4 separate regions of the Mus musculus genome follow, and regions 2, 3 and 4 are each linked to region 1. Evidence: chromatin contacts called from public Micro-C and promoter capture Hi-C data. All regions are on one chromosome and are shown on one strand. The core of a region is the stretch at or near the end of the contact, and the rest is flanking DNA. Distances in the headings are between cores, read along the strand shown. Region 1 holds the start of Atp1a1 (ATPase, Na+/K+ transporting, alpha 1 polypeptide). Region 2 holds the start of Mab21l3 (mab-21-like 3). Region 3 holds the start of Igsf3 (immunoglobulin superfamily, member 3). Region 4 overlaps Igsf3 (immunoglobulin superfamily, member 3).

Region 1 (7,580 bases), core at 1,585-4,084:
CCAGCCCCAGTGTCAGCGCCCCTTACTTGTTCCTGTCCAGGCTGGGCCACTTTCCATTGGGAAGACTCTGCCTCACAGGGTTTTGAGTCTAAAGTACTAGCTTTATAGCAGCCAGTGGGTATTTAGTCACACTTTCGAGTTTAGCTCCAAAAGGGCAGCTGATAATGTTACCCTACAACCAAGATTCCTGCTGACATGTGTACCTTGTGTCACCTCTTTCCCTGCCTGGTCTTTAAATCACTACCCATAAGATAGGATTTCTTTTCTCAGCATCTAAGTTAATAGTAAACCAAACCCAGGACTGAAATGAAAGGCTAGAGAGACGCTCCCTTCTCCCACCTTTTATAAACGTTTAACAAACAAGCCAAGGCTCCTACATTTCTAACAATTATGATGTGCACCTTGGGTGAGCTAAACAGTTGTGGGTGGTAGGCCTTATGAGGCTATAAGCCGAGTCACTGGCAGAAAACACTGAATAAGAAAAAAGGAACAAAATCCTATTTTATCCAGGAATGATTCAGCAAGCTGGACTTTCATTTTTCTTACCAAATGTTCAAGACCCCAGTTTTGATAGCTAGGAAGAATCATTTGGAGATATCACCCACATCTAGACCCTAGATGACACTTGAGAAAAGGGGTGGGGGGTGGGGGAAAGATCACAATGACCTTAAAAATTAGCTGCCTTTAAGCTTCTTGGTTAACCAATTATCAAGAGGGTTTTAGTCATCGCTCCACCCACATTTTAATCCTCATGTGGAAAAATCCCAACATTTCAGTATGAAATATTCCTCTGACCAGTTTGCCATTGTAAGCCACAGAGAAAGACATGCACTCATACATGAATGCACACAGGCAACCTAATATCCAATGTATAGAATAGAGTACTCCAAATACTAAGTTCACTAGACACCTGTTAGGGTACATTAAACACTTCGGTTGAACTTAACTAAATTCTCAGTTGAACTGTTATTGTAGCACTTGAGTGCCTCTGTCCTAGGCCTAAAGGCATAACTCTGACTTAAACGTCCTCCTGGATTATTTATTATTATAAACACCCCAATTTCTTCTGGAGGATAACTTCAGAGTTCTGCACACAAAATGATGCTTCAGAGGCAGATGTTATGTGTAAGCTGAGAGCAACAGGTTGTTCAGCACCTGTTGCCACTAAACAACCGTTTGACCTTGAACAAGTCACTTCACCTTCCTAGGCTTTGAACTTCCTAAAAGCCGCTCAAGGTCTCCAAATGACAAAGATACTTTTCGAAGGGATAGGAGATAAAAGATGGGGCTTTAAGGAATAAATGGTTTATAGGAACGGCTTGGATGGCATGTAGGATGGTGTGACACATAGATCCGGTTTCCATCGTGGAAAGTGGAGGCCAGGAGGGAATCAGTTCTTTGCTAGGATGCTGCATACGCCGACCAGCCCACACTGGGCACTATCGGGGTCTCTATTCTCTCTTCCTGGCCCACGTCTTATAATCATCTCTTTCAAGTCTCCAAAGAATGTGCTTCCCTCTGGCTCCATCCAGTATATACCCGGGTGCCTTAGGACCTGCAGTGTCTACAGCTTGTCTGCTTGGTCAGCCCTGAAAAGGGTGGAATGGACTCTCCCACCTGTATTCTCATGACTGGTGCTTTTTCAAGCTAGGAACTGATATTTTCAGGGTTATTTTTTTAAGTTTTTAATCTGCTACTTTGAGGTCAAGAACTAACTCTTCCGAGGTGGACAGCAGTAACCGAGGTGGGAACTCAGTGTTGTTCGTGCCCGATTCCCTCATTCTCTTCGGGAACCGCTCTCGGGTGAGACAGCAGTGCAGGAAACCCGCATGGCTTTTCTAACACCATCAACTGCCCAGTCTCCAGTCCTTTGTTAGATTGACAGTACCCTGCGGCCCTGAAGGGTCAGCCTGGCCCCATTTAAGAATTGTGCTCCGACATAAAACAACACACCCCTCCCCGTCGTTAAGACGATAACACCAGTTACCAAAGGCACATCCTGTTATGGACAGTGGCCCATTTTAAAGCTCTCAAAAGTATACCTTAAAGGCTATCTTTGGGCTGTGAAGTCACACCCTTTCTGGCACCAGCTTCGCTGGGCTGGTTCGGCCTAAGGGGAAGCCAGTTTTTTTCCTTTGGGGGAGGGCGGTCGCCTCTGCGGGGAGCTGGCCGAGCCCCAGCGCCTCCAGGAGAAGGGAGTCTCGACCCGGAGGCTGCCCTCGCCGGCGCCGGGCCGCGGCGAGGACCGCCACCGCGAGGGGGCCCTGTCGGAGCTCCCCGGGGGAAGGGGAGGAGCGCTCCTTCCCCTGGGCACGGTGGGAGGAGGGAGAAAGGAAGCGCAAGGCGCGCGGTGAAGGCGACCAGAGGGCTCAGGCAGGGCAGGCGCCCGGCTCAGAGATGCCGCCCCGGGTGCTCCTCCTCCCGGGCCGCTGCCCGCGCTCAGCACCCGCCCCTCCATTGCCGAGAGCCCGGTCTCTAAGCCGCTTCCTCCCGCGCCCCCGCCCGGGGCCCGGGCTCGCCAGACACTCACCCCCTTCCCCATGGTGGCGGCGCTGCGGGCCCCGCGCCGGGTCCTGTTGCTGGAGACTAGAAAGAGAAGAGAGCAGCTCCCGGCCGGGAGAGCGGAGCCGGGGGAGCCGAGAGGCGGGAACTAGGGCTGCCGCGGGAGGAAAGAGGGAGGACGGCCGGCGCCCCGGACCGAGGCCGCCGCTGCTGCCGCCGCTGCTGCCGCCGCTGCCACGTGTCCGCCTCCTCCCGCCGAGGCTCCGCGCCCCAGACCCAGCCGCAGCTCGAGCCCGTGCCTCCTCCTCACTTCCTAAAATATGCAACCTGCGTGATGGCTCCGCCCACGCGTGCACGTCACCGTTACCGGAGCAACCTGACACCGGCTCCAGCTAGCTCCGCCTCCGCCTCTAACCCCTCCCAGCCGGGCCCAGACCGCGCTAGCGACTGCCTGCCCTGGGCTCCCGGCAGGAGGGCGCCGGTGCCCAGGACGCGGGTGTCTGGGTCTCTCAAGGGCTACGGAGCGCTCCCGCCTGCAGAACACTGGGGACTTGAGTGAGCAGCCTGCGGAGTAGGGTGCGGAAGGTCCACAGTGGGTGCGGCGCAGTCGGGGCTAGTCTACTTGCTCAGCGTAGCTTTTCTGGGGTCTCGAGGGGCCGGGGTTGGACAGCAGCTGCACGACTCCGAGGGATTCCTCTCTGCAGAATCCAGGCCGGCATCCTTCGGCGGCGGCGGATGGTGCTTTCCCTTTGATTCCTTCGTCCTGGGGTCCTCTCACTCCACCACTAGAGAAATGCTTCAGGACATATACACACGCGCGCGTGCGCGCATCACTTACATTTCCCTTCCCTTATGACCCCCAAATGACTATATAAAAAAAAAAAGTCAGTAAGAAATTCATTCACAGCACTGTATGAATGAAATCTTGCAAAAGAGGAGGGGGGATTAAACTGTTTGTTGGAGAGTTTCTCCTTTTTATGGCAGAGAAACCTAAAACCCAAAAGAACACCCATCTTTAGTAAAAGAGGTGGCTCAAGCATTTTGAAGAACAGCATCCACAGCATCCGTGGTTACCTTGAGGGTCTCATCAGACTCACTTCCAGCCAGTCGCATCCCACTCTTGGCCTGGCAGAGTTGCAGGGCGGGGCTTCTAGTTTCAGTGGCTAAGCAGGCGCTGTGATGGCTGAAACTTAACATCAGAAACAACAAAGTATTTGTTGTTGTTCTTACCAATCTCAGGAAAGCAAGCAGTCTGGGAAAGCTTAGGATTCAGAAGAGAAACTCGATTTCCATCTCTGAAAATACCTAGAAGTAAGGAAAACACTAACTTCTTAGATATAGACCTATCAACTTCAAGTGTCAATGCTTTGTAGGATGTAGAGCTTGCAAAAAATAGGTGGGGGTGGGCAGAGGGTAAGGGAAGGAGAAACACCCAAACATCTAGGCACTGTGTTATCAGTTCCTCCATAGAGCAATTCTCAGTACTTCTTAGAAACAACGGTTGCTTATACAACTGTTGCTTATAGCAGAAGGCAGCCTTTATCTCTTCCAGTGATCTACAGAACTTGATTAAATCAGTTTGGGGCTTAGAGAGAAGAGGAAACTATAAGCAAAATTTAAAATCACGATTCTGGGGAAAGACCCTTCAAATCCAGAGTACCAGTACCAGCCCTGTTAGTTCAACTGGAGGTCACAGAGTGTTAGCTAGACTTAAGAAAGTGCATTCCTGTGCATGGCAGATCACTGCCACTGTGCAGCAGGCTTTGCTTGCTGAAGACCTTACTTTAAGATGAATTGCCTATAGGCTCTGATCTAAATGGGAAAACACAACAACTAAAATACAGAAAGCACATGCTTGGGCTGTGGTCCTCCTTACTCATCCACTCACTCATCAAGATAAGTCTGATAGGTCAAGACGCTGCTTTATCTCCACAGCTGCTTCCTTGCAGCTTGGGGTGCTGACAGCCTCTCAGGAGACCCTGGGTTTCTAGTTGTGTTCAAGGATGGAGAAAGGGCAAAATAAGTATGGACGTCTAATTAAACCCTGTATTTTGCTCTTGACTTCATACAATAGTTTTTAACCTGTCCTGGAGTTCTTACATGGCTCCAAATGGAGCAGCAAAACTGTCCCCCATTTTGTGTGTGTGTGTTGTGTGGGTTGCTTTGAATTTGGAAACTTAAACTATCTTTGAACTTCATACTTTGGTGTCTGAACATAGAACCAACTCCCCATGGAAAAAGAGATGGAAAGACTCTGCCTTGTTGAAGTGGAGAGTTGTGGATATGGGTAGAGAACCAAGTAAAGGTGATGGTGGTGCATGCCTTTAATCCCAGCACTCAGAAGGTAGAAGCAGGCAGATCTCTGAGTTCGAGGCCAGCCTGGTCTATAGAGCAAGTTCCAGGACAGCCAGGGATACATAGTGAAATCCTGTCTTAAAAACCATCAACAAAAACAAAAGAAAAACAAAACAAAACAAACGAAACACCAGAACCAAGTAAAATCAAGGCACGGTTAAGATAGAAGTGTGGAGGTCTTAGGTATACGAGGTACACCTTCCGAGGAAGGTGACTGAAGGTCTCTTCTTGAAAGGGATTTCCCCCGCTATTCTCAGAAGAGATTTCTGAATGAAATCTTAGAAGTCAAAGATACACATGCTCCTCTTTTGATGATGATGAAACCGAGATTCAGGGAGTAATGAACACTACACCTCCCTCCTTAATCTAGCAACGCTTTCAAACTGCTAGCTTGGAGCATAGTTAAATGGATGGGCTCAGACTAGGCATTTGCAGAGCTCAGGGCTGCCAGGTGTGGCTGTCTCCAGGAGGAGGCTCTGATCCCAGCTAAGAAGGATTGACCCAATCACTGTGAACAGAGTCAGCAGATGTCTGAAAAATATGATGCAAGGCAGGGTTCTGAGCCAAGAACATTAGCACTTAGAGTGAGCACTTGCAGAGTTGAATAAACACAACGTTGCAATTAAGGACTTTAGGAGATGGCTTGGAGCCCACAGCTAATTAGCATTTTCTATAGGAAGCAAATATTTGGGCCATCAATGAGCTAAGAATTTGGGATGATGAGATTTTCCTTGGCCCTGCTTGCCCTAGAGTTAGCATGTAAACATGCATTAAGTATCCTTTATATTTTACCCATGCCCAGGCTCCCCAAGAAAGCCCCTCTCCTTCCTTGAAACCAACTGTGTTAATCACCTGTAAAGTTCTTCCTAGCTCATTTCTACCCCTCCAAGGAAAATCCATTTATTTTTCTCCTGTTTGACAGCAGATAAATTGTTGCCTGCTTGATTTTTCATTTTAAAAATCACACTTTTTTTTTTTTTTTTTTAGGTGCAGGGCATGCCACAACATACACAACGACAACTTGCAGAAGTTGGTTCTCTTTCCAAGGTTTGAACTTAGGTTGTCAAGTTTGGCAGCAAGCCCCTGTACCCACTGAGCTATTTTACCACCCCACTACTGGCTACTTTAAAAGTGCAGTCCATGCACATAGCTAGCTAGCCATTCCATTTAGAGAGAAATAACTCCAGTTCCTGTAAGCTCTCCTCCCAAATTCCATTTCCTACTAAGCTCCTAATTCCTTTTGAAAGCTCCTTGGTGTATCTTTTGAAAGTTCTTTGTTATATCTTCAAGTACCAATGGCTATAGAAGACTTCAAGTTGTACATCTGGGAATGTTGAAGGTTCAGCATAAAATTGGTGACTGTCATAGATTATTGCCAACCACAACAGAGTCTAAGTTTTAGGTCCTTTACTAGCCATCCTTTTAATGAAACTGTCACTTAAATAATTTACTCTCATTAAGAGCAGCATTTAAAAATAAAGTGGTAATAAAGGTATTTTAACTGTTTCTTCTGTGCTCTACTCTGGTTCCTGAATTTACAAATCAGAATTCTGTTTTCTAGTGTAGTGAGAATTTTGGTTTCTTTAAAAACACAGAAACATTAGAAGAATATTTTCCATTTTAATCCCAGGTGTGAGGTATGGGGCTGCTTCAGACTGTCTACAACAGCTGACTATGATTTGCCTTGTGCAGGGATGTGATTTTGCCACTGGCATATAGTTTCTGTGATTGTGCGTTGCTTGGAATTGTGGGTACTTTTCAGAGGGTATATAAATGCTAGGGCTCCAGAGGTGATGGGTTGTTGGTTGGTTATTGGTCCAGGTTTATTAAGTCTTGTGCAAAGAAGAAGAAGGAGAAGAAGAAAGAAGAAGATACTAGGTATCTTGATAGCAGTAAAGATCAAACTCTACCCTCCCCAACCACAAGGAACTAGATGCCCCTAATCAGCAGGGAGTAGTCTAATGATAATGTCTCCTCCTTTTCTTTGTATCCTTTTCTCTCTTCTACCTAGTGTTAGGGCACTGGAAGGATGAAAAAAGGGTGGGGAAGGGTGGAAAAGAAAAAGAACCCATAAAGTAGCAAAAAGACAGCTACATTCTAGCACTCACCACCCAAGACTTGTACTCTCTTCATCTCCACCCCAAACACTGAGAAACAGTATAGCATCCTTGCAGTGAAAAACTCATTGTTTACATAGATCAACACAGCAAAGAAAAATCAAATGACAAACAGGAAGGGGTCTGGGACTTGGAAATATTCCGTTTCTAGAGTTTCTTCTTCGGCCATCCAGATGTGCAGCTTCAGGCAGGCTGAGCGTGAGCAAGTCCTGAGTCTAGAATGGGCAGCATGGATGGCTGACTTCAGGAGGGTAAACCTTGAGGAAGCAAGTGCCATATCTGGCCCAGATGGGTTCACTATTCTTGGCCTGAAAATTTTCTATACAAAATCAATCAAAAGTGTTGTACGGACGTTGGTCCTACTGAGGTTGGTCCTACTGAGAGCAACACTCTTCTAGAGATGCCAAGATACCAGAGCTGGGTGTCAGAGAACATACACATTTTCTTCTTAGGAAAGAGCTACCTTAAGAGGAGGGGATACAAGGCGATCTTGGTGTAGGTTGATTCATTTATAAAAGTCTGGAAGCTTTTGTAATGGTCATAGAAGCAACAGAAAAGTAGGTCAGGTATGAAAATAGTAACCAGCTCAATTCCTAACAGCTTATG
Region 2 (7,580 bases), core at 2,784-5,283, 230 kb after region 1:
AGACAGATCATATTTGCTACCTAAAAGAAAGCATAGCTGAGTGCAACACCCGCCCCCATGGGATGGGGATGGGTGGGTAAATGGGTTTCATCTATTGAAACCTAACACATCCTCTAAGCCCTCATCTCCATCCCTTTCTCTGTAGACCACTTTTCTCCATCAAAGCCAACGTCCTTTCTTTCCCTCTCCAGAGTTCTCCACAGTAGCTTGGGGTCTGCCGCACACTGCAGTTAGCATCCTGACTGTACACAAAACATCCCCTTCCTCCTTGGAGTTAAGAATAGACTCTGCAGGTATGGCTGGCCATCCCTCAGGCATGCACAGAATTTCGTTCGCCTTTAGTGGAACACCTCTCAGGGTTTGAGCTCCCCCAAAACCACAAAGCAGGATTTGATATAAAGAGGATGTTCCGTGTGCATCTTCAAGATAGAGAATGTCAGCAGAGGGGATATGGTCTCTGGGTCCAGCCAGCTGTGCTGAAACCAGCACAGCCAACACACAGCCAGCACACAGCCATGGGACTTTAGCCAAGTCATTTCACCTCTATGAACCTCTTTCTTTCTCTATAGAAATGGAGGTTGGTGAATGTTATGGGCACCTCAGCCTGTTAGCACCTTTTGGGGGGTAGGTATATATATATATATATATATATCCAGGGGACTCTGTAGATATTTCAGACTACATCTTTTCAAGATACTCTGGGAGTATGGAAGGAAAGGAACGAATATGTCCAGGACACTGTTGGTCCCTTTGAAAAGGTAGAAGGAACCTCCAAGGTTGAAGTCAGAGGCTAAGGCAGGGCTAGGGAGAGTCAGTGCTTAACCAATGAGCACTATCAGCTCCACAGTTCCCAGGATGACAGAAGTGTTCTGTGCCCGTGTGTTAGAGAACCTTTTAGGCCAACTCTGAGCTGTGTGAGAAGAGATTAAAATGAGCCCAAAAGAAAAAGAACAAACACAAGGAAAAAGCTGGGCCCGAGGTCTGTTTAGGACAGAGCTCTTAGGGGGAGAAGAGGCTGACCCATCTTCAGGGACAAGAGATGAACAAGGACAGAGCTGTCAGACTGGTGGTAAGGGGCTGCAACCTGCTGAGAACTGGCTGTCACACGTGCTAACACTCAGTCCACAATTTCCAGGCCAGACACCGGGCCTGTGGTTGCCAGGTAGCGTGATTCTTTTTATCCCTACAGGGGACAGAAGCCTAGATTCTTATGTAGATATCTTGGTATTTTTGAAATGTCAATAGAGAAAACTTTAGAAAATGCTCTAGAGACCAAGCATACCATGAATCCAGGCTGGGTTCCACGTTGGGAATACCATTTACAATTTCTGCTGGTAGCAATGCCCAGGGAGAGTGGGTCAGAGGACTGGGCAGGTGAAATCACTTGAATGAATGCAATGCTAAGAAAATTGGAATGCTGCTGGTTTTCCAGAAAACATGCGACTCCAGGAAGATGCCCGTCAACACGGCCTCTGTGTAGAGGAGTGTCGGGGAAGCCACTTTGCTGGAGATTGGTTTTGGTGCAGGTCGATTTTCCTTATTTTCCCTTGATGTCTAAAAAATGCACTCATGTCTCACTGTGATAATAATCTTTGCTTTGTTTATGTATAAAGGCGTGAAAGCCAGAGACCAGTCCCCCACCTCTCAGTTTAAACCTCTTTGTTTAAACATTAACAACATGCCTTAGAAGCTTCATAGGTATGTGGAACAATGGAAGAGATTAAAGTAAATAATATTTAAGGTCCCTATAAAGTCTAACATCAAAAGAGCCTAAAACTGAAATTAGCCCTTCTCTTTCTCCATATTCCTATTTCCCCTCTTTCCCCCCTTTCCTTCCTTCCTTCCTCCCCTTCCTTCCTTCTTCCCCTTCCTTCCTTCCTTCTTTCTTTCCTTCCTTCCTTCTTTCTTTCCTTCCTTCCTTCTTTCTTTCCTTCCTTCCTTCCTTCCTGTCTGTCTTTCTCCTTTTTTCTTGAGTCAAGGTTCCACAATATAGTAGCCCAAGCTAATCAGGAATCCACTCAATAGACCAGGCTGGCCTTTGAACTAACAGAGAGTTGCCTGTCTCTGACTTCTGAGTGCTGGGACTAAAGGTAGGTTCCACCATGCCCAGCTTACAAATGAAGTAATACTTTTTGAAGATTTTGTTTTAATTTTACATGTATAAGTGTTTTGCCTACATGCATGTCTATGCACCACAAATGTGCCTGGTGCGCCTGGAGACAGAAGAGGAGATTAGATTCCCTAGAACTGGAATTACAGATGGTTGTGAGCCACCATGTAATGCTGAGAATCAAACTTGGGTCCTCTAGAAGAGCAGTTAATACTCTTAACTGCTGAGCCATCTCTCTAGCCCCCAAACAATATTTAAAAACTATCAGTTTTGTAGTTTTAAAACAAACAAACAAACATTGTCTTAAGTTCTTTTTGTTTGGTTGGTTTTGGGTTTTTTTGTAGGTTTTTGTTGTTGTTGTTGTGTTTTGGTTTTGTAGCTGTTTTTGAGGCAAGGATTCATGTAGACCAAAATACTCTCAGTTTCTGATCCCCATGTCTGTCACCGTGCCTGTGCCTGGCTACTCATATCCCAGTAATCCCACTCAGATTCTCATTTTACAGAAAGAAGTCTGAAGTCTGAGGCTCAGATAATTAACTGGCCATATGGACCTCCTCAGGGTGCTGAGGGTAGCCACCCTGAGTTCCTGAGAACGAGGCATCTATGGCCTCCAGAAGCAGGGGATTCCTTCTGATCAATGGCCATGGGATGGAGAGTTAGAGGGTGTGCCCAGGAGAGGCCAGCCCTGGCTCACCTTGCTCAGCAGGCAATGGTCTAAGTCTCCCTCTGGAAGAGACTTCATGGCTTCTTGGTCAACCCCCAGTATAGCAGCAACCTTCTGCTTTCTTTCCCGATGGAGGACAAATCTGGTGGGTAGCTTTCCCAGCAACGTTACTCTCTGGATAAAACTTCTCTGGAATTGTGAACGTGGACCAGAGACTTGACTTCTTCTTGCCTGCTCACTGCAGTTTTCCTTTCCAGCATGGAAGAATTCATCTGCCATCTTTCAGGGAACTGTAGAAAGACTAAAAAGGAGACGTGATGAAAACGAGTTGGAACTTATCCTGTTTTTTTTTTTTTTTTCTTTATCCTGTTGTCCTGGCACCAGGTGCACCTTGGTGCCCAGTACCTTACATCTCCCCGTCCTTACCTTGTTGACAGTAAATATCCCTTGGCCCTCCACTCCTGAAAATTCTGCAATTGATTTACTTCCTTACCATAAACAAATAAGAAATTGCAAACAAGCCGCCTGGTTTTTCATCATGCCCGGCACAAGGCTTGCCAATCAGATGAGGGCCAGGAGTGACATTTAGAAAAGCCTGAGCTCACAGGGACACTTGTGTATAGAGAGGCAAGCTTACATGCTCGCATAGTCACACACAGACACAGGCACACACACACACACCACATGCATTCACAGAGACACTTGTGTATATAGAGGTAAGCTCACACGCTCACACACTAATACAGACACATACATGAACTCACAGAGACACTTGTGTATACAGAGGCAAGCTTGCCCCCCCCCCTCTCTCTCTCTCTCACACACACACACACACACACACACACACACAGAGAGAGAGAGAGAGAGAGAGAGAGAGAGAGAGAGAGAGAGAGATACAAACAGGTAGATACACGCAGAGAAAAGTAGGGCAGAGAGTCCTGCCTCTCACCTGCTGACCTTAGAATGTGATTTCCCACTTGGACGTTGGCATTCAAAATATACTCAGTATAAACAGGCCCCTTAAGAGTCTAGGACACATCTAGTTTTACCAGTAAAACTCATCCTAGAAAACCGACAATAAGTTCCCAGTCTGACTGGTTGGGCCTAGTTTTACTCCAGGAGGGAAAATATCCCAGCAGCCTTATCTCCCTAAAGCTCGTGAGTATCACCGTCTTTGATCCGAAAGACTGACAGACAACAGAGCTGGCAGTCCAGTTCATGTCTGAGCAAGGCTTTCAAACAGGCAGCTCTCCAAGCCAGCCTCCTCAATGCTCAACCGCAGCCAATCCAGCCCTTCCACTCTCTCCCGCGGCCCCAAATTTGCATATCCTCCCAGACAGCTCCAAGGAGAGCCACATCAGACCCCACCCACCTCCCTCCTCCAGGCGCTGGGGCGGCCTTCTCCAGGCTTCATCTGCCAATCCCAGGTCTTATACCAGTCCTGAAAAACTGAGGATCCACAAAGGTCCCCAGAATCCCCCTCCACGCTGACTGCCTTGACTTTCCACCTGCTTTTCCGTGTCCTGGAAATCCCCTTCTCTTTACGGCACATGCTCTGAAATGGTAAGGGAATCTCTGTCCCTTGACTGCTGTTACTATAGTCATCATTCCGAATCTACCACATCAGCTTTTCACTAGTGAAACAAGAAGCTCTACCCCCTAATCTGCCTTTGGGAATTCTCTTTCCATGTTGCTTTCAACTCTGCTGAAGTCTCCCCACCCCCACACTCACTCCCTTCCCCACACACATACTTTTATTTTCACCCTAACTTCTGCTTTTGCTGGAATCACTACTGCATAGTCCCTGTCCTACGGCAGGGTCTTTCCCAATAACAATAAAGTTGCCCCGGGTTTCTGGAATTAAATGCCCACACCTTCACTATTCTTGCTCTAACACCGTCCCGTCTCAGTCACTCAGTACTACAGATTCAAGTGTTGTATCTGGAAACTTCTCTTGCTCCAAGATGGAAAGATACTTGCCAGGTATGGAGAGGGAATTCTGAATAATTGAACTATAGGAGGAACCCAGAGAAGGAAAGGCACTGTGAACTCAGGGCAGCTGCCTGTAGATGTATTCCCAGGAGAGCCACATCTGAAGATTGGTGTGTTGTGTGAACACAGCTTAGAGTAGCATGGCCTGGTTCCTAGTGCACTGGTAAGGTTCCACAGCACAGGGCTATGGCACAGATGAAGGCTCTGGCAGCTCCTATCAGACAGGCTGAGGAAAACAGGCTTTACCGGCAGACACAGATCTCTAGTTAATGGGACAACAGGTCAGCGAATGTCTGTTGGGTAAGGGTGTGCCTGAAGCACTGTGCCAGGCCACCAAGAGGGACCTAGTTAACTCAGGCTTTCCTCCGTCCTCAGGAAATAGAAATCCTCATTTTTTTTATAACATGCCAGTTTGAAAAATGGAAACCAGCTTTAGCCCAATTCAATCTGTAAGGACCAGGCAGGTGAGATGGCTCAGCAGAGATAAGCATCTGCCACCGAGCCGGAGGACCTGGGTTCGATTTCTCCCCACCTCCCAGGACCCATATGGTAGAAGGAAAGAGTGAACTGCCTCGTGTGTGCATCCACACATACATAGAAATAATAGATAGATAAATGTAATAGATTTGGAGGACCAATAACATGTTTAATGTCTGCTTTCCAAAGTATTCACAACATTTTATTTATAGTCTTGTGTGTGCACACAGAGGTCAGAGGACAAGCTTGGATGTCAGTCCTCAAGTACTTTCTTTTTTTTTTTTTTTTTTTTTTTTTAAAGATTTATTTATTTATTATATGTAAGTACACTGTAGCTGTCTTCAGATACTCCAGAAGAGGGAGTCAGATCTTGTTACGGATGGTTGTGAGCCACCATGTGGTTGCTGGGATTTGAACTCCGGACCTTCGGAAGAGCAGTCGGGTGCTCTTACCCACTGAGCCATCTCACCAGCCCCCTCAAGTACTTTCTACCTTTTCTGTGAGACAGAGTCATTCACTGTCTCAGGAACTTTGTCCCTTGCTTCCAGGCCTTCTGGGCCCTGCCTCCCATTGCTGGATCCCAGGCATTTGCCTCTGCACCCAGGTTTTCACATGGGCCCTGGGGATCTGAATTCATGCCTTCATGATTTTGAAACAAGAAGCTTATTAACTGAGCCAGTTCAAGGTTTTCAAAAACCTTAAGTCAAACCTAATATTCACTCTGAGGCATGAAGCACCCATCTTGAAAGTGATGTTTAATTGAGTGATGAGGCCAAACAGAAGAATTCAGGTAGAGGCTCAGAGAAGTCAGATTGAATCCGTCATTTTTGGAGAGGAATTTGAGCCAGAACAGCTGAGTTGAACAAGCCATCCAGACCCCAGGAAGCTTATTCAGCAGTAACTCTCAGAGGCCTAGATTAGATTGAAGAGAGGCTAGAAGCTTCCGGGACTCGGCCTAGGTTGACAGACAGAGGCAGCAAACCTCGGAGACGACAATCACATCAGGTGAATAAAGATTTCTTTTGCAACCTGCTTTATTCGCCGAAGGCAGAGGGCCTTCCTGTAATGTGTGGGGTCACTCTCCCATCTTTCTGTTGCACCGGATCACTTAATGAGTCATTTGTCACAGTTCCACCAAAAAGCTGTGTCTTTTCCTCTTGTGCTGAGGTCATTTGACATTTTGTCTGGGTTCAGAAGCAAAGGTTTCCAGACTCACACACTTGTGTGGGTGGGCAGAATCTAAAGTAAGAGTAGACCATGTGGAAAGAGAATAAGATGAGACCTAGGGATGATTTCAGGAGCATATACCCAGGACAGGAGGCATGGCTCAGTCAGTAAAGTACATGCTCAAGGATGGGGGTTTAAGTTTGAATCCCAGAACCTATGTAAAATGCCAAATATAGTGGTCCAAGCTAGTACTGAGGAGATGGAGAAAGGCGGATGCCTAAGGCTTGCTGCTCAGCCAACCTAGCCTATCCAGGGAGCGCCAGGCCAGTGAGACACCCCTGTCTGAAAAAACAGAGTGGAGGAATTCTAAGGAACTATACCTGAGGCTGATCTCTGACCTCCACATTCACAAGAACACACACACACACACACACACACACACACACACACACACACACACACACACAGCTGACTTCAACCCAGAAGGAGCAAAGCAACAGGATATGTGTCTGCACCTGAGGGAAGCCACCTTTCACAGGCTAATGCTGACAGGAATGCTGAAAAACAGCCCAATGAAAACGCGCTAGGAGCCCAGAGTCCTGTTTCTATGAAAGCCACCGCTTCGTCTGGCCGTCTGAAGAACAGTATACTGTTTCCTAGCTACTGCGATCATCCCAGCTCCAGAAAGAGCAGCACCCTCACAAAAAAGAAATCGGATGCTTACTTAACAGTAATGGCTCTGTCCCATACACAGCTGGAGGTCAGCGAGAGTGGGAAAAGCCAGGCTGCAAGGTCCAGCCGGAGAGATTGCCCAGCAGTTGAGAGTCCATATCGCTTATAGAGGACCTGGGTTTGGTCTGGTTTGGTCTGGGGCACCTAGATTCAACAGCTTACAGCTGCCTATAATTCCAGCTCCCGGAGATCTATCGCCCTCTTCTGGACTCCTTAGGCACTGCACTCATACCAGTGCATACCTACATTCATATAATTTTTTAAAAAATTAATTGTTTAAAAAGAGAGGAAGTATGAAAAGTGATTCGGTGTACGCTGGGGCAGACACATTTCCCAGATCCGTGTCCATCTAGGTACAAGATCACTACTATATTTTCCTCATTCGGTGGACTGAGCCCAGAAATCAGCCCAGAGACTTTTTCCACAGAGGACAGCCAT
Region 3 (7,580 bases), core at 2,366-4,865, 230 kb before region 1:
AGTAGGAAATTCAGGGACCGGGATCCTTCACGTCCAGTGGTTGTCCTTGGTTGAGACTCTTAGGCTCTGTCTTCAGTGTGCCCCATCCCAACTATCCTCGTTACTGTTTTTTTTCATCTGGCTCCATCTGTGTTGAGCTCTCTGATGGAGATGAAGGGGTCTTCCAAGGCTCCAAAGTACCAGCCTTGTTCCAGACCAATTCAGGAGAGGACTGGAAGTTGAATTGTAAAGCGTTGTGAAGCAAGCCACTAATGTGCAGATGGGGGTGGGGCGGTGGATGGATTGGGTGGAGGCTGGGCTGGGGGTGGTGGGGGGATGGGGTGGTTGGTGGTGGCGGCACAGGGTGGATTTCCTGACTGGTCTTCTGGCCCTTCCTTTCTGTTGATGTCTTTGCTTCCCTAAAGACCCTGCCCAGCTCAGTCTTGAACCTGCGGCTGAGCCCCTGGAGGGGCCACCGGGTTCCGACTCACACTAACTTCATCTCATGGCTTCTGAGTCTGGGAGACAAAGGAATTCTTTTAATTGTGCCTTTCTCTCCCTGTCTAGCAGTTAGCACCATTCTCTGCATAGCCCTAGATATGGGACGTAGAAAGAACCCAGGGCTGGGAATCTGCTATGGTGGTGCAGGCCAAAGGCTGAAAGAGAAAGCCACCGGCTGCATCTGGGAAGATGGAGAAGGGAAAACCTGGGAACAGACAAGGGATTATGGAGTGAAAAGGGTCAAGATTGGAGGCCCAGGGAGATGACCCAGGAAACTGAGTTTTGAGAAGGGGTACAGCAGCTTGATAGGGCCAGAGAGCTCTAAAGCTGGCTGATATGGAAGGTTCCTTGATCTCTCTCTCTCTCTCCCTCCTTCCCTCCTTCTCTCTCTCTCTCTCTCTCTCTCTCTCTCTCTCCCCTCCCTCCCCCATCTCTCTCCTCTCCATGTTCAGTTCTTTAGAGAGTGCAATTGAGAGGCTCCCAGACTCCAGCCATCCGTTACAGCTTTCACATGTACTACCCTTAGCCAAGCTCTGACGCTCACCTAACTCACCTGCATCATGTCAGAGGCCTCTGCCTGTCATCTCCCTTCCTCTTCTGTTCCCATGGCTAACCTTTCTCAGTAGCCCATGACCTGAAGTGCTTCCCAGACCGCAAGGTCTTAGGGTCTGTGTTCTCTCTGGGCTTCTCAGATCCCACTCCTCCCAATTCTTCTTCATGCTATGTTAGAAATACTTTTAATTTCAGAACAGGTTAGCTGGCCTAGCACATGCTGTCTCCTCCAGCTGGGACTCTTCCTTCAGACCTTGCCATTTTCTCCTCCTCCCTGACTCTAAAACAGGTTTCTGTTCTAATACCTCTCTGAGAAATCCTCCTTCACCATCCCACCTAGAATAGAACTCCTCTCCCCACCTCACCCACTAGACACACACACACACACACACACACACACACACACTATTCCGTCACCTTACTTTCTTTAGAACACATGTCATTGTGTTATATATTTACTTGTTTCATTGTCTGTGTTTCTCACAAGAAGGTACTAAGAGAACAGAGACATTGCTTCACACATCGATGTTTAGGAAATAAACACAGAGATCCAGTAGGGAAGAGCTGAGAGACACCAGGACCACTGTTGTCTTGGGGTAAAGAGGGAATATGTAACATACAAGAGATTTTTAAAAATACAATACTTTAAATATGTGATAAATATTCAATTTGATATGATAGGCAATATTTATAGTTCAATTACATATGCAGATCAAATTCCAAAAGTTGTTTGGGGATACAGGATAATTACGGGGCAGACTGCCTTCAAGAAATTTACAGCCATGGGGGAGGGGAAAGGACAGATAAAGACTTCACAGTTATCTGGGCCTCCACTGTGGCAAGATCTTCATTGTCTTGTACAATAGAGGTATTGAATTGGGGGGGGGGGGATGAGTGAGTTATCAGTATATTCATTTTGTGTATGGATATGTGTCCATCTAAATGCCCAAGTGTGGAAAACCCAGAGGACAACAACCTCAGGCATGGTCCCTCAAGTATCAGACACATTTTTCTTCTGTTTTGTTTTTAACATGGATTCTGAGAACCAAACTCAGGCCCTCACGATTCCATGGCAGGCGCTTTAGCAAACAAGCCATCTTCCCAGCCCATCAACGCATTCTTTCAGTACAGTGGTCTGCTGTCACTCCGTCCAATAGGATGAAAACACTTTGTAAGCCCCTCTCTGAGCTCTGAAATCCACTGGTGGCGTCTTTGGACATGGCTGTCAGTCAGATAAAGGGCTTGGACCCCTCAAACTCCAACCTTCATCCTTCCGTCTCTGAATCCTGATCTCAGACACTGAGCCTCTCTCACACCCACCTAGACATTCCATGGAGCCCACCCCCTGATTGCCAGGGCCTCTCTGTTCCCATAGCTGCCTGTGTGGTTACTTCTATTTCCTGGATTTTTCAGCCATGATCCACCACAACATCTTTAATATTCCGGGAAAACTCTCCCACCCACCCTCCAATCCTAGGTCAAGTGCTTTTTCTAAAATGGAGCTCTGATTGCTACAGGTCCTTACTCAAACCATTCAGGGGCTTTCTCCTGGGCGTAAGCTTAAAGCCCAGCCCTCCCCCCCCCTTCCGATTTTTTGTTATAACTCTTCCTGTCAGTCTTTCCTCCAGTCTAGTTAGGGTCCCACAGGGCTTTTTCTCATAGGTACTGAATCTTTCTTCTCTGGGCATATAAAGTTATGTTTCCAGGGCCTATCATTGTCCTCTGTACCCCTCCTCCCTTGTTCCGTGGTTTTATACTCCGTTTTCTCTAGGACAAGGCTTCCTGGGCCTTACCCAGCCCAGCACTTCACCCCAGGAACACAGTGTTGGAATGGGTTCATTCCACACCATTTATGTATGGCCTACTGTTAGTGTTCCCAAGTAGATCACAAGTCTGCAAGGGCAGTACGATCCAACCTGCTCCTGTAACGAGTCGTTTTTAGCTCCTTGTGTTTGATAATATTGAGTAAGTATGGTGCCACTTGCATGGATAGCACTGTTAAGAAACTAATGACAGTTCATTTGTAACTGAGTGCTTTTGACATATGAGGCATTCCGCTAAGTGCTTTACAAGAATGACGTGGACACCTCACACAACCCTATTAAGCAGAGCTTATTTACTCTTTGTGACAGATGAGCAGACTGAGGCACAGAGAGGTTAAGCAACACAGAAGCTAAGGCTATGAACCTAGGCTGTCTCTGGGGTCCAGATTATGCTAGAGTGAAGCACAATGTGGAGGTTTGTTATAGAAATAGACTCAAGTCTCCAGCGAAGCGTTTTGCTATTGTTTACCGGGCGAAAGACGCGTCCCCGGGAGCCTGGGCTTTGGGAGGGGCCCTTGGGGCGCGAACCCCAGGTTAACTTTCCATCAGCTCATCCCAGGTGGTCCGCAGCTGCGTGCGGGTGCAGCCAGAGAGCGCCGGGGCGGTGGGCGGGGCGTTCCGGGGGCGTGTCCCCGTGAGGCCACCGCCTTCGCCCTTGCTCGCCTCGCGGGGAGCTGCGGGCCAGGCCGGAGCTGGAGGGCGGGGCCTGGGGCGGGGCGGGAGCAGGACGGCCTGAGCCGCTGCGGGAGGCGAGGAGGAAGCCGTGCGTCTTGGGAGGCGTGCGGGACACAGGACCGGCGAGCGTTCGGTTGCTGGGAGCTGCGGGGCCCCGGGCGAGGTGAGCGCGGGCGGGCGGGCGCGGATCCGGGTTGGGGGCGCGGGGACTGTGGCGTGGCGATCGGCGTCCCGCCCCGGGCCCAAGCCCCTTTCTCCGTCGGAGCCGGATCGCGCCGGGCGGGCTCAGCTTGCCGCAAGCGGAGCCCCGAGCCCCTTTTCGGACCCTTTTCTTTGCCAGTGTCTCAGACTCAACCGCCGGGGAGGTAAAACAATAGCGGGCCACCTGGGACGCGGCGCGCCCCGGCTCCCACGGTCGGCGCCCCGAGTCGCGGCCCCGCGCCAGCCCCGTGGCGACCCGCGCTGCCGAGGGTGGGGCTGCCTGCCGCGCCCCGCTCCGTAAACCGTGACGGGAAAAGCCCGCGAGTGAGAGAGGCATTTGGTGAAAGTGTTTTGAGAACAATCATAATTGCCCTGCTCTGGGCGGGGAAACTGAGGCGTGGGGAACGGAAGGTAAGATTTGTACAAGGTCAGGATGCACACATGGGCTGCCCTCGCCCAGGGAAGGGACCCAGGTGGCTCGGCTGGCCAGTCGGGTGCTTTGGCCTCTCTCGGTTTTGCGGCGGTTGTGTTGGCCTTAGATAAATGTCTGTTGTGTTTGTTTTAGGAATCTGCGGGCTTTTGTGGGACCACTCTCGAGCTATCAAATGCCAGCTTACTTCGTGTGCCCTGGGAGGTTCTGGGGCAGGTGACGGTACCGTGACCTCTCACTATGGATGGAGATGGACTTTTTGATGAAGAAATCCGAAGTGTCTTTACCAATCCGGGTGTTTTGGCTGTCTTGGGTTTTGACAAAACCTGCCTGGTTCCCTTTGGGGGATCCGAATGAGCGATCTCAGACACCTTCACTGCGAAGCCAAGGACATTTCTGTATAATCAGCGCATGAAAGGATTTTCTCAGACTCTTTCCTCCCGTTTTCCTCGAGGATTAATCCACCAGAATCCATAGTTCCGGTGGAGTCTGCAAGGCATATACAATGTGGCAGAAACCTTGAGCGCCTTCGGAATTGCTCTGGCCCCTGCCTTAGGCATAGAGGACTCTATTGCACACGCCACGCCACTCCCCTCCCCTGCCCCCAACTCCCTCCTTCTGACTACTCTGTCTTTGACTGGCTCTCATTTTCCCTGTGAAGTTCTGTTTCCAAACTGTTCCCTGGAGCTATAAGTGGATTGGCAGTAATGAGAGATTAGGCGGTGGGAAAAGCACGGTGCCCTGTGCAGTGTCCTTTTCCTGCTGCCGCTGCCGCCGACATGAAGTGCTTTTTCCCAGTGTTGAGCTGTCTGGCTGTGCTGGGTAAGTGACTGCTTATCAGTTCTATAGCTGTGAAAGTTTAACCCGATCTCATTGCTAATTCCTTGTGGTTCTCTCCCATCAACACAGCATTTTGGGAGGCAGAGGGGGTTAGCCAGAGTGTGACAGAGTGGATTAAAGTACCAAGAGGGTCTGTTTGTTTCCGACCCATCAAGAACGGTGGCATACTGGTTGTCTTTAAGCTGTCCAGGGCCTTTGGGTTAAAGCCCCTCACTTGCAAGGCTGTGGCTTAGGGTTGCTGTGTGGATTGAGGGCTTCCAGTGTCTTTACTTTTGTGTGTGTCTGCATAGGTTCCAGGGAAGTTACAACATATTGGGAACTGTGCTTTCATGAATAATGGTGCTTTTTTTTTGTTGTTGTTTTTGGAGGGGAAAGGTGGGAGTGGGTGGGATGGGGGCTGAAGGGCTGCTTTGTTTTCCCTAAGAAGTCTGTAGGCTAAGTGTGTATTGAAGACACTGGTTCTGTGTCTCCTCACCAAGGAAGTCCAGCTCATAGTCCTTGTGGGAGGTGAAGCTGAAGGCAGGGTGCTGCCTGGCCAGGGGTTGTGTTAGGATCGGTTTTCATGCCCTCAGAGAAAGAAGGCTGAAGTCCCCAAGTAGGAGGGAGAAACCGTGGTCTCAGAAGTGAGCCCCCAGTCCTCTCTGCAGGCCGCCATCCCCTGGTCTCTTCCTGGTATGATGTTGAGCAATCTCCACTATGTATTTTCCAATGCTCTGGTTTCTCCTAAACTCCATAGCTGGCACCTGGTGCCTTCTCACCTCAGACCTCAAGAATGGACACACACCCCCCCTTCTCTGCATTCAGAGAAGTTCCTGCAGCTGGTCGCTCGCGTCTCCATTCTAGGTTTCTTGCACTTACAGGATTTATCCGTGGAGGTTGTCTCTGAATTATCTGCACCCTTATAAAAGTTAACAGGCATCCGGAATGAGGATGGACTTTAGTCTTGAATTCCCATCTCAGCTTCATCTTGATTCACATGTGAGTCCCAGTAAGACATCCCAAGTCTGCATTTAAGGGATGTAAACTATCCTAAAAAAGAAAAAAAAGAAAAAAAAAATCTTGATTGCTTCGCAACATGTTTGAAACTCCAACCAGTGCGCTCATTCGGAGGTGCTCACACTTAGGCACAGGTTGGTATCTTTAAGGCATCTTAAAAAAATCTTTGGCAACCACCTCAGAGCAGTGAATCCAAATTCCCTGGGTTGTGAGTTCATTAGTGGCAGCCCTTCCCTGCCCAGCACATATGCACAGGCACACGTGTGTGGCTGGCTGTGCAGTTAGTCGGTTTGTCCTGTTGTTAGGTGGCAGAATCTCCATGTCTCCTGTGTGCTCAGGTGAAGGAAGTTAGGAGCCAGGCTTCTCTTGGCCAGCCTCTTTATGAGACTATATTTATATGTGTTGTACAGTATTTGTCACAGTGTCTCAGCTTGAATCAGCAGTTGGTGATTCATGGAGATTGAAAAGGACACAAACTGGGAAAGCCCCACCCCCGCACCGCACTTCCCAGGCTTGGCTGTGTGATTGAGGGTGGGGCTCCGGGCAGAAGGAGCCACCAATGGGAAGACAGGGAACTATGACATTTGTGCCTTTTGTTTCTTTTCTTTCTTTCTTTTTTTCCCTTTTTGGCTGTTGAGGAAATGTGAGGCTGCCTGCTGGTCTCCCTGCTCTCCCCTCTCCAGGTCCCTCTGTGGAGGGGAGCTGGAACCCTGGCATACAGTGAATGCAGTCATTTTCCCTCTACCCCATCCCACCCACCCTAGAGAGGCCCTGGAGGAAGCTAAGTCTCCAGGTGACTGGAAAGGGTTCCTGGGGTAGAAGGCCAGATCTGTGTGACAGTGGAGAGATTTGGAACCCTGGACAGACACACTAATGCCTACCCCATTCTGAGCCCCTCTGAGGGACTCTCAAGCTCCCGGCCTATCATCTGAGAGCTGAGACTGCATGGTTTGGGAGGCCTGCCTTGTACTAGTAGTCTTAACCTGGAAGAAGCACAGCACGTTTAGGGAGAGAACAAAAACACACTCCTGTCTGGTAGCCGCCTGGCATGGTCTGATTCATGTAGTTAGCATTCCTGCTGTGTGATGTGAATTAATGCGTAGTGTGAGTTTGAAACAGTAATAAAGAATCCAAGGTTTTGAACCCATGTGGATCACATACCTGGAATAAAACTTTAAAAGTTGAGTCGGTCTAAGTGCTGTGGAAAGAAGGCAGGTAGAGGAAATGACCTTCCAGAGACTGCAAATCCGAGGTAGAAAATCTTGTGACCCTGGGAGGAGGGCCACTGGGTGAATCTGTGAGATGTATGTGACCGGCAGGCTTGTGCATTTCTGCTCCCTTCCTCTGCCAGTGTCTGGAGTTTGGTTCAATAAAACAGGCTTTTATTGCCTGTTTAGGACATTGATGATTCAAGTCTTTGTCCCTATTCTCCTGACTGCTGAGTCTCCTGTCCTTTGGAGTCCCAGGTGGCTCCTCCAAGCTTATCCATTGGCTGCTACAACCTCCTCATTTCCATTCCAAAGGCATCTTAGACCTGGGCTGGTGAACAGCAGAGTCTTCACTGGCTGGAATGGATGGAGCCA
Region 4 (7,580 bases), core at 3,403-5,902, 200 kb before region 1:
GGCAGCTGCTGTTCAGATTGGTAGACAGTTTGGGTCTACTGGACTCAGAATCCAGATACATACTGTGTGCGGTGGAGACTGATGGGATAGTGGGGGGGTGGGGTGTTACTTGGCAGGCATCGCCTGTGCAATGAAGTCCCCAAACAACGCCGTCTTGTGTCCCTGGGTCTGCTGGCTCCATCCTGGTCAGACCTGGAGAGAAACAGTACGCAGTTCTGACAACACACAGAGGGCCATCGACAGGCTGGAGCCTGTTTGTAAGAGGTGGGAAGCAGGGCTGGCCCGTAAGAGCAGACTGTGCCCATGATGTCCTGGAGTGTTGGTACCGGTGCCAGCAGCCTGTTGGTGGACGCACTCAGCTGCTACCCACTGAATAGCTTGTCCCGGATCCAAGACCTCAGAGCCCTGTTGGGGCTGGCTCAAAAGAGGACTTTCTTTTCTTTCCCTCTCTTCTGCTATTCCCCTCCCCCATCCTCTCTCCTCCCTCTTTCTTTCCTCTTTTCCCCCTCTCCCACCTTCTACTCCCTCCCTTCCTCTCCTCTTCCCTCCTACCCGTTCTTCCCCTCTTCTTTCCCTTTCTTTTCCCTCCTCCTTTCTTTCCCTGGCTGGAACCTGGCCTGGGTCTTGCATATGCTAACCAAGCTCTTTACCACTGAGCAATGTCCCCTGTCCCAAAGGAAGAGCCCCTCGTCTGGGCTGTTGTCAGTAGAGACCTTCCTTTCATGGAGAGATGCCTATATAGACAGGACAGTCAAGCTTGCGGCTGTGGGTTGGTTGGGGGGTGGGGGGATGGGGTGGAGGTGGGGAGGGTGGGGGTGGGGTTACTTTACAACTGTGCACCCTAGAAACCCATCCTTCTTCGCACTTAGGCTTTTTGGTCAGGGGACATAAAGGAGATTGAGGGAACTCTTTGGTCAGTGAGGGCAGCTGGCAAACTTACAAGCGTAATCCTACCCCCAAACAATGCTTTTTATAAAATTTCTAGATAAAATGCCCTAATTTGAAAGAGTATTAGCTAGGATTTGAGCTAGCGTGTGAATTGCGTGGTTCCATCTGCTCTGTACCATGGCCCAGTAGATCTGCAGCGCCATTTGTCACACTTTGTTTTAAAGCCTGGAAGATAAATAGTCCTGGATGCTGTCCAGACCCTCCCATGGAATCCTGCATTTGGATCATGGAAGGGGTGGGCGGTGAGAAATCAGGGCTGATCAGGGAAGGGTGCTGTGTTGCCAGCAACACGTACGTGCTGTCCCCTCGTGGGCTTGCTGGTGATTGCCGTGGTGCCTGGTGCCAAGGGGCAGGGCAGACCCCATCCTCTCTAAAGCAGGATGACTACTCGTTCGTTTGTTCATTCATTCATTCATTCAACCAACTGATTTTTTTTTTTTTTTGAGGTCTTATTATATGGGACATTACACCCTAGGGACCGGGGATCTAGTGCCAGTATTTCTAGCCTTTAGATCCAACATGCCACTATATATCACCCTTATTTTATTAGTGACTTAAGCGCCTTTCTTCACACATAGCACTTGAGCTCAGAAGTCTCTAGCCTTTGCTCTTGATTGTTTGAAGCCTTAATGGGAAAGAAGCGATCATGACATGTGGATAGCAGGGTAGACTTGCGACACAGAGAAAGGTAGAGCTAGCTGGGGGAGGGCTCCTTCCCAGGGACTGGGCTCTGGGGACTGGACAGGGTGTGGTTTGATAGGTTGCCTGCAGGGAGGACCTGAGACAAGGAGTGCTGTTGTTTGTACTGCTGGTGTACTGGGCTTGGGGCTGCAGAAGAAAGGCTGGTGATTCATCCCAAAAGCATTTCTATTGGGCACTGACCTCCTGGGGCACAGAGGGGACATGGGATGAGGTAAGATAAGGCTCTGTGTGTTGGTGGCCTTCTTCAACACAGTGAGTAGGTGTGGGGAGAAATTTCAGTGTAGTGTGGACTCACAGCCCTGGAGGACTTCCTAGGGGAGGAAGTGCAGGCCGTTTCCTAGCAGAGTAAACAGAAGGGCTTTAAATTGTTAACTACCCAAAGCATGGAGAACAGGCCTTGTCCCAGGTGAAGGACTTCAAGTGCTTTGAGTTCCCCATCCTGTTGTGGATGCAGGCCAAAGACTCCATGGGCAGGTATTCATTTAATTCTTGCAATGATGGGTCTATGGTTCAATGCGTCCAAAGGATGGGCATTATAGTGTTTGAAGAGGAGCATTCTTGATGTGTGAGCCGTTGCCTTAAGTCGTTTCTGGAACACTGTGGGTGGGAAATAAAAAAGTCTTTTTTTCTCTGTGTGTGTGGGGAGTTGGAAAGGGTGATGTTCTGGAAAGTGGCTGAGACAGCCCCAGGTGCAGGCGCCCGGGAGGTGGCCAGGCTGTGACAGAGGGAGAAGGATGGCCAGGGCTGGCTACCAGGTGTTAGGAATGAGTAGAGGTAGGGCCCATTCTTAAGTGAGGTCAGGGAGGGGAGAACTTAACTGACTCCCGGGGGGCTAGAAAGAGAGCAAGGGGAAGCCACAAGGAAGGACTGTCTGGGGTGCAGGCAGAGCAAGCTGAGGTAGAGAATTTATCTAGTGTCTAGAACTGTGTCTCTAGGTCTTGAGTCCAGTAAGACAGAATGAGTGATGGAGCATCCCCTGCTTAGAGGCAGAAGGAAGACCTTCTTAGTTACCTTTTGTTTTGTTTTGTTTTGTTTTCAACACAGGGTTTCTCTGCGTAGCCCTGGCTGTCCTGGAACTCACTCTGTAGACCAGGCTGACCTCAGAAATCCACCTGCCTCTGCCTCCCAAGTGCTGGGATTAAGGCGTGCGCCACCACTGCCTTAAGCCTTAGTGGCTTTCATGAGCTGGTTCTGGCTCAGGTTGCAGACAGATCTGGGGACCCTGGGAACAGGAGTCCGGGGCTGGCTCAGGCTTCTTCAGAGTATGGTGGACTTAGAGCCAGAATATGCATGGCAGCTCCGGGCTCCAGATGAGCATCCTAGAAATTGCCTGCAGAAATCGTATAGCTGTATATCTAGACTTGAAGTCCCAGCGTGTGACTTCTGCTAGGATCCTAGCTCGTCAGACTGCACGGGGCCCACCTCTCTGGCTGGCCAGGAATCAGTGTCTGTCACCAGTCAGCTGTGTGAGGAAGCGGGCTCGTTGAGAAGCATACCCTTGGCTTAGGTGGGGAAATGGCGTGACCAGGGGAGCTGCCTCATTGCATGGTAGAAGTAGAGGAACCTGCAAGGCATTGGCCAAGGCTTGGTGGTGCCAGGAGACAGGAAAGCAGCAGACGACCTGGGGCTGAGTGGGGGATGGAGGAAGTCAGGAGGCATCCTGGGCACGAGCCAGGGTAGACGTGGGTGTTTGATGTGGGCAAGTGAGGCGGGCTGGGTCAGCCAGTGCTCTTGTTTTCTAGGGTTTTCTCTGCTTGCTCTAGCTACCCCCTCAACCTCTAGTTTCTTTCTTCCCTTTTCTTTTCTTTTCTTTTCTTTTCTTTTCTTTTCTTTTCTTTTCTTTCTTTTTTGTTTTTTTTTTTTGTTACCCAAAGTTTTTCTTTTTTAAGCAGTATTTTATTAGAAAAGGTTTAAAATTATTTTTGCCCATTTTTACCCTCTCCCTGGTTTACTTTAGCTGGAATTTTTATTCATGTATTTTTGAGTAGGCAATGCATGCACGCTCGTGTTCTTACCTAAAAGGAGTGTAAGAAAGCTGGGTGGGGGAGACACAAGCCTTTTACCCCATCACGTGGGAGGCAGAGGCAGGTGGATCTCTCTGAGATTAAGGCCAGCCAGGTTCACAGTGTGTTCCAAGGAGCAGCATAGTGGGACCCTGCCTCAAAAAAACAAAAACAAAACAAAACCAAAAACCAAAAACCAAAAACAAAACCAAAATGTAATCAGGTCTGGATTAAGTCCGAACGCTCCCCACATCTGGGTTCTGTGTATGCCCTCCACCAGTGTTAACTCTTTCGTCAACTGCCCACAGCTGAGCTGAGCCCATCTTGAGCCTTTGGCTTCAGCCCCCCTAGCATGGAAGCCTTGCCAGGGCCATAGGCATCCCCTCCAGACCAGGCTACCCATCTTCAGAGAAGGCAGAGGCTGCAGGCTCAGGGATATCTCAGCTCTGGATTCTGCCCAGCCGTTCCCAAACCTGCAGTTCTAAGTGTTGCGGCTTCTAACTCCAGTCAGAGCCTTCCACGCTGTTCTTCATCTGGCTCTCTGTGGTTTCTCAGAGTTGTTTTGATCCCGAGACCATGAGTCTGCACGTCCCCCTCCCATCACGTAAGGGAGAGTCTTTTTTCTGGCAGAGAGGAGTGTGTAAGTTAGGAAACACAGGTGCTTTGAATTGCACAGTTCTTGGAATTAACAGTCTTGGAGCTCAGATGAGATTTTTAAGGATTATCTATGTTCCTTTTTTTTTTTTTTTTTTAAAAAAAAAATAGGTATACAGAGAATTCATCCCTAGAAAGTAACGTATAATGTCACATCTCCACCCCTGCAACACACAATGTCCTCACACTCAAAGGAACCCCGGTGGAATAGTATGTGGTAGATTGTGACATTCTGTGAGGCTCCTCCCCCAACCAATATCCTGGAAGAGGAGGGAAACGCTCGATTCAGCTATGAGAGGAATGCTTGCGCCTTGGGCATCCACAGTAGCTGGATTGTGGGACTGTGTGCCCTGCCTAGGCCCGGGGCTGACTTCTTAGCTGGCCTTCAAAGGACAGATCGCCATTGAACTCTGGGCAATACCCAAAAGTAGCTCGAGGAAGCCGAGAGCTGTGTTTCTGCAGTGCGCACCATCGATCCATAGCATTTGAAGCTATTTTTCTCTGCAAGCGTCCACAAAATTCATTACTTTACAATGAGCCTGGCAGGGACTGCGGCAGCAGGGAAACTCTACACGGGTCCCAGGCGCTCTCTCTCTCTCTCTCCTGGAATTTCGCCTTGGCAGGTAAATCAAATACCCAGTAAACACACTTGTGAACTTCTCCAAAGCCGCTTCTGTCCGTGGCCTTGGCTGTCCCTCGCGGGTGGCCTTTCATTTTCCTGGGCTTGGCCTGCTTCCCCCATGCACTGGGGTTGAGCCCTGTGGCTGTACAGGTATGGCCAGCTAATCCTGCCAGACAAGGTCAGAAACAATTAATGGGCATAATCTCTCTTTTTTTTTTTTTTTTTTTTTTTACCTGCTAGAGCCAGACTTTCTTTGGTGTCTCTCCTAAGTCTGGAGAAAGGACTGAGAGGAGAATTGAACTTACCCTTCGGATGCACATACCCATTCACTGCTCTGTGCTGCCCCCCACCCCGCCCCCGGGCTGCTCGTTATGAACGCTGAAGCCTTAGGTGGCGGTTATGTTGGAGATGCTGCTTAAATGCTATCTCTCGCGCACTGCCCGATAGCAGTCTGCCTTGTTGCCGCCTCGGGGTGCTGGCCCCCTCCTCAGATCCCTATCTTACCTTGCTGTACACAAAAGAGCTCCTCTCTGGGGGTTCTGAGTTTTGGTTCTCAAAAAAAAAAAAAAGAAAAAAAGAAAAAAAAAGCATTTCAGACGTGCAGCCCCGTCAGAGTGTCAGTCTTTACAGCTGTCAGTCATTCGTGGGATTGTTTTCTCTCCCTCGCCCCGTTTGGCATGGTGTGTATATGCTGCTGGAGATGGAATCCAGTCCTCTCCCCTAGAGTAAGCGCATGGCCTGCCACTGAGGCCACCCCCTCCCTCCTGCCAGGGTTATTTTCCAATATGAATGCCTCCTCTCTGTGAGCACTTTCTTGGTTGAATGTGTAAATTTGGAGTGCACTGCTTTCCAGGAACAGGCCCTGCCTTGGTGACTGACTCTTCCTCTGTCTTGACCTTTGTGGCCAGCCAAGCTCTGTGGGAGCTTCAGGGTATGCAGCTGGTAGGGACCGTGAGGGGATGGATGGCAGGTATTTTAAAGTGGCCTTGAATTGGCTGTCTTCTGGCATCCTCCTGCAGTCGATGGGCAGGTTATTGTGGCCTGTGAAGGCACCTGCTGTCAGAGTGCTTGCCCTCCTGTCAGCTCTGTGACTTGTCTCTTCTCCTTCTGCCTTGCTGAGTGCTGACTGCAGATGATGGTTTTTAGAGCTGCAAGGCCCGGTGGATCTCTTCCCTGCAGCAGTCACTCAAAACCTGGGAGGAGTTCCTGAAGGCTCTCAAGACATCCCTATGACTCCTGCCTCCTGACCACACTTCTGTCACATCTCCCCTGCAAACTGCCCCCTCCCCCTCCCCCCATTCCAGCCCTGACTGCTCTGAGACCCCAGCAACTCTAGACTTGATCATTCCTTTGAAGTGCCCCCCAACCCCCACCCCCTGAGTTCCTCCTCAGTGGTCCTCTCCTGTGCACAGGCTGCAGCTCACCAGCCAGCGTCCTGGGCCCCTAGATCTGGCTGCTATGCCCTGCTGCTTCATGGTTTTCCTCTAAGCCTGTGTATACCTGCCACTCAACAATACAAGCCATTGTTCTCTGTACCTCCAGGTCCACAGTGTGGTTTCTTTATCTCTAGGCTACCTTGAGATCCCGTGTCCCTGTGTGGAAATAGCAACCCTTCTGTGAGGCCTTTTTGACTCTTCCCATTCCTACTTACCCCACCCCCTCTGCGGGCTGCTTTTGACTCTGCACCCTTTTTGGGAAGGACTCCTCATTTAGTCTAAGATGTGTTCTTCAAAGCACCATTTATATACCTTTTCTCCTTCCTAGACTGAGGAGATGGTCTTGTAGTTGGACCACATAGCATCTTGTTCAGCAGGGAAGAGGCACTAAGTATTTGTGGGAGTTGGGGAGGGCTCACACAGCAATCTGGATTCAGCCGTGGCCCATAGGCAAGTGACAAGTTTATAAAGGTAAAGGGGGAACCCCGTGTTTGGATGAGGTGTTTTCTTTTAATTGGGCCTGTTAATTAGGGCTGCCAAAGGGGTCTTTAATTGCTGGACTTTAATTCTTTAATAGCTGGACCTTGATCGGCAGCCTCAGGAAAAGGAAGTGACTAAATAGGGCAGTAGGCCTTGGCAGCTAGCTTTAGGAATGTTGTTATCTAATGGATTTTAGCCTGACAGAGTATCTTAAAGTGTCATTGCTGTGGAGAAACACCATGACCAAGGCAACTCTTATAAGGGACAATATTTAATTAGGGCTGGCTTACAGGTTCAGAGGTTTAGTCCATTATCATCAAGGTGGGAGCATAGCAGCATCCAGGCAAGCATGGTGCAGGAGGTAAACACAAGACTGGCTTCTAGGCAGCTGGGACTAGGGTTTCAAAGCCCATGCCCACAGTGATACACTTCCTCCAGCAAGGCCACGCCTGCTCCAACAAGGCCACACCTCCAAATAGTGCCACTCCCTGGGCCAAGCATATCCAAACCACCACACAGAGGATTGGGGAGAGCCATGTTTGGCATGCTGGGCTGGCTAGAGTCCCTTCAGTCTGTAAAGTGGGAGCCACACTTTCCACACAGTACTTGTTGAGTTTCCGTGAGGAGGCACGGAAGTGCTAGAGTAATTTGGATGGTGCCTGGAATGATAGGTCCTCAGGTCCTGCTTTTCCTGGGGAAAACCTTAGCTGGGTGAGGCAGGGTATTCCTCTAGGA

The links. Promoter capture Hi-C pulls out the DNA fragments that hold promoters and counts their contacts. A called contact is a pair of places that touch in the nucleus more often than the background predicts.
Region 2: a contact with region 1 is called in a promoter capture Hi-C map of liver, with 2.9 times the contacts expected there. The contact joins the promoter of Mab21l3 here to the promoter of Atp1a1 in region 1. A contact is called at or near these places in 19 of 39 promoter capture datasets (the 3T3-L1 cell line, 3T3-L1-derived adipocytes, the HPC-7 cell line and 11 more), 2 of 484 Hi-C or Micro-C datasets (both in embryonic stem cells), 8 of 115 datasets of contacts at active chromatin or transcription factors (bone marrow-derived macrophages, embryonic basal ganglia, embryonic forebrain and 4 more) and 2 of 9 other capture datasets (adipose tissue and pancreatic islet).
Region 3: a contact with region 1 is called in a Micro-C map of embryonic stem cells, with 2.0 times the contacts expected there. The contact joins the promoter of Igsf3 here to the promoter of Atp1a1 in region 1. A contact is called at or near these places in 3 of 39 promoter capture datasets (hippocampal neurons and liver), 9 of 484 Hi-C or Micro-C datasets (CD4 T cells, the HL-1 cell line, Sertoli cells and 5 more) and 2 of 115 datasets of contacts at active chromatin or transcription factors (memory CD8 T cells and pancreatic cancer cells).
Region 4: a contact with region 1 is called in a Micro-C map of embryonic stem cells, with 2.3 times the contacts expected there. The contact joins the enhancer-like site here to the promoter of Atp1a1 in region 1. A contact is called at or near these places in 1 of 484 Hi-C or Micro-C datasets (embryonic stem cells), 1 of 115 datasets of contacts at active chromatin or transcription factors (pancreatic cancer cells) and 1 of 9 other capture datasets (adipose tissue).

The regions. Positions count from the first base shown.
Region 1 is chr3:101,601,873-101,609,452 of GRCm38.p6, forward strand. It overlaps Atp1a1 (ATPase, Na+/K+ transporting, alpha 1 polypeptide), which reads right to left and starts at 2,835. Exons shown (of 23, transcript NM_144900.2): 1 at 2,531-2,835. The coding sequence starts at 2,542.
Region 2 is chr3:101,832,190-101,839,769 of GRCm38.p6, forward strand. It overlaps Mab21l3 (mab-21-like 3), which reads right to left and starts at 4,034. Exons shown (of 7, transcript NM_172295.4): 1 at 3,732-4,034; 2 at 2,805-3,075. The coding sequence starts at 3,053. Gm33381 (a long non-coding RNA gene) reads left to right here. Exons shown (of 3, transcript XR_003954538.1): 3 at 2,614-3,230.
Region 3 is chr3:101,373,510-101,381,089 of GRCm38.p6, forward strand. Igsf3 (immunoglobulin superfamily, member 3) reads left to right here and starts at 3,616. Exons shown (of 11, transcript NM_207205.2): 1 at 3,616-3,693; 2 at 4,297-4,983. The coding sequence starts at 4,941.
Region 4 is chr3:101,404,514-101,412,093 of GRCm38.p6, forward strand. The region is part of intron 2 of Igsf3 (immunoglobulin superfamily, member 3); the gene reads left to right. Among named protein-coding and RNA genes, the nearest start is that of Igsf3, 31 kb to the left of the region's middle. Within about 2 kb of position 4,653, at least 49 of the 459 cell types and tissues checked have an H3K27ac peak or open chromatin away from gene starts, as enhancers often do. A contact at or near this core is called in embryonic stem cells, where this site is marked.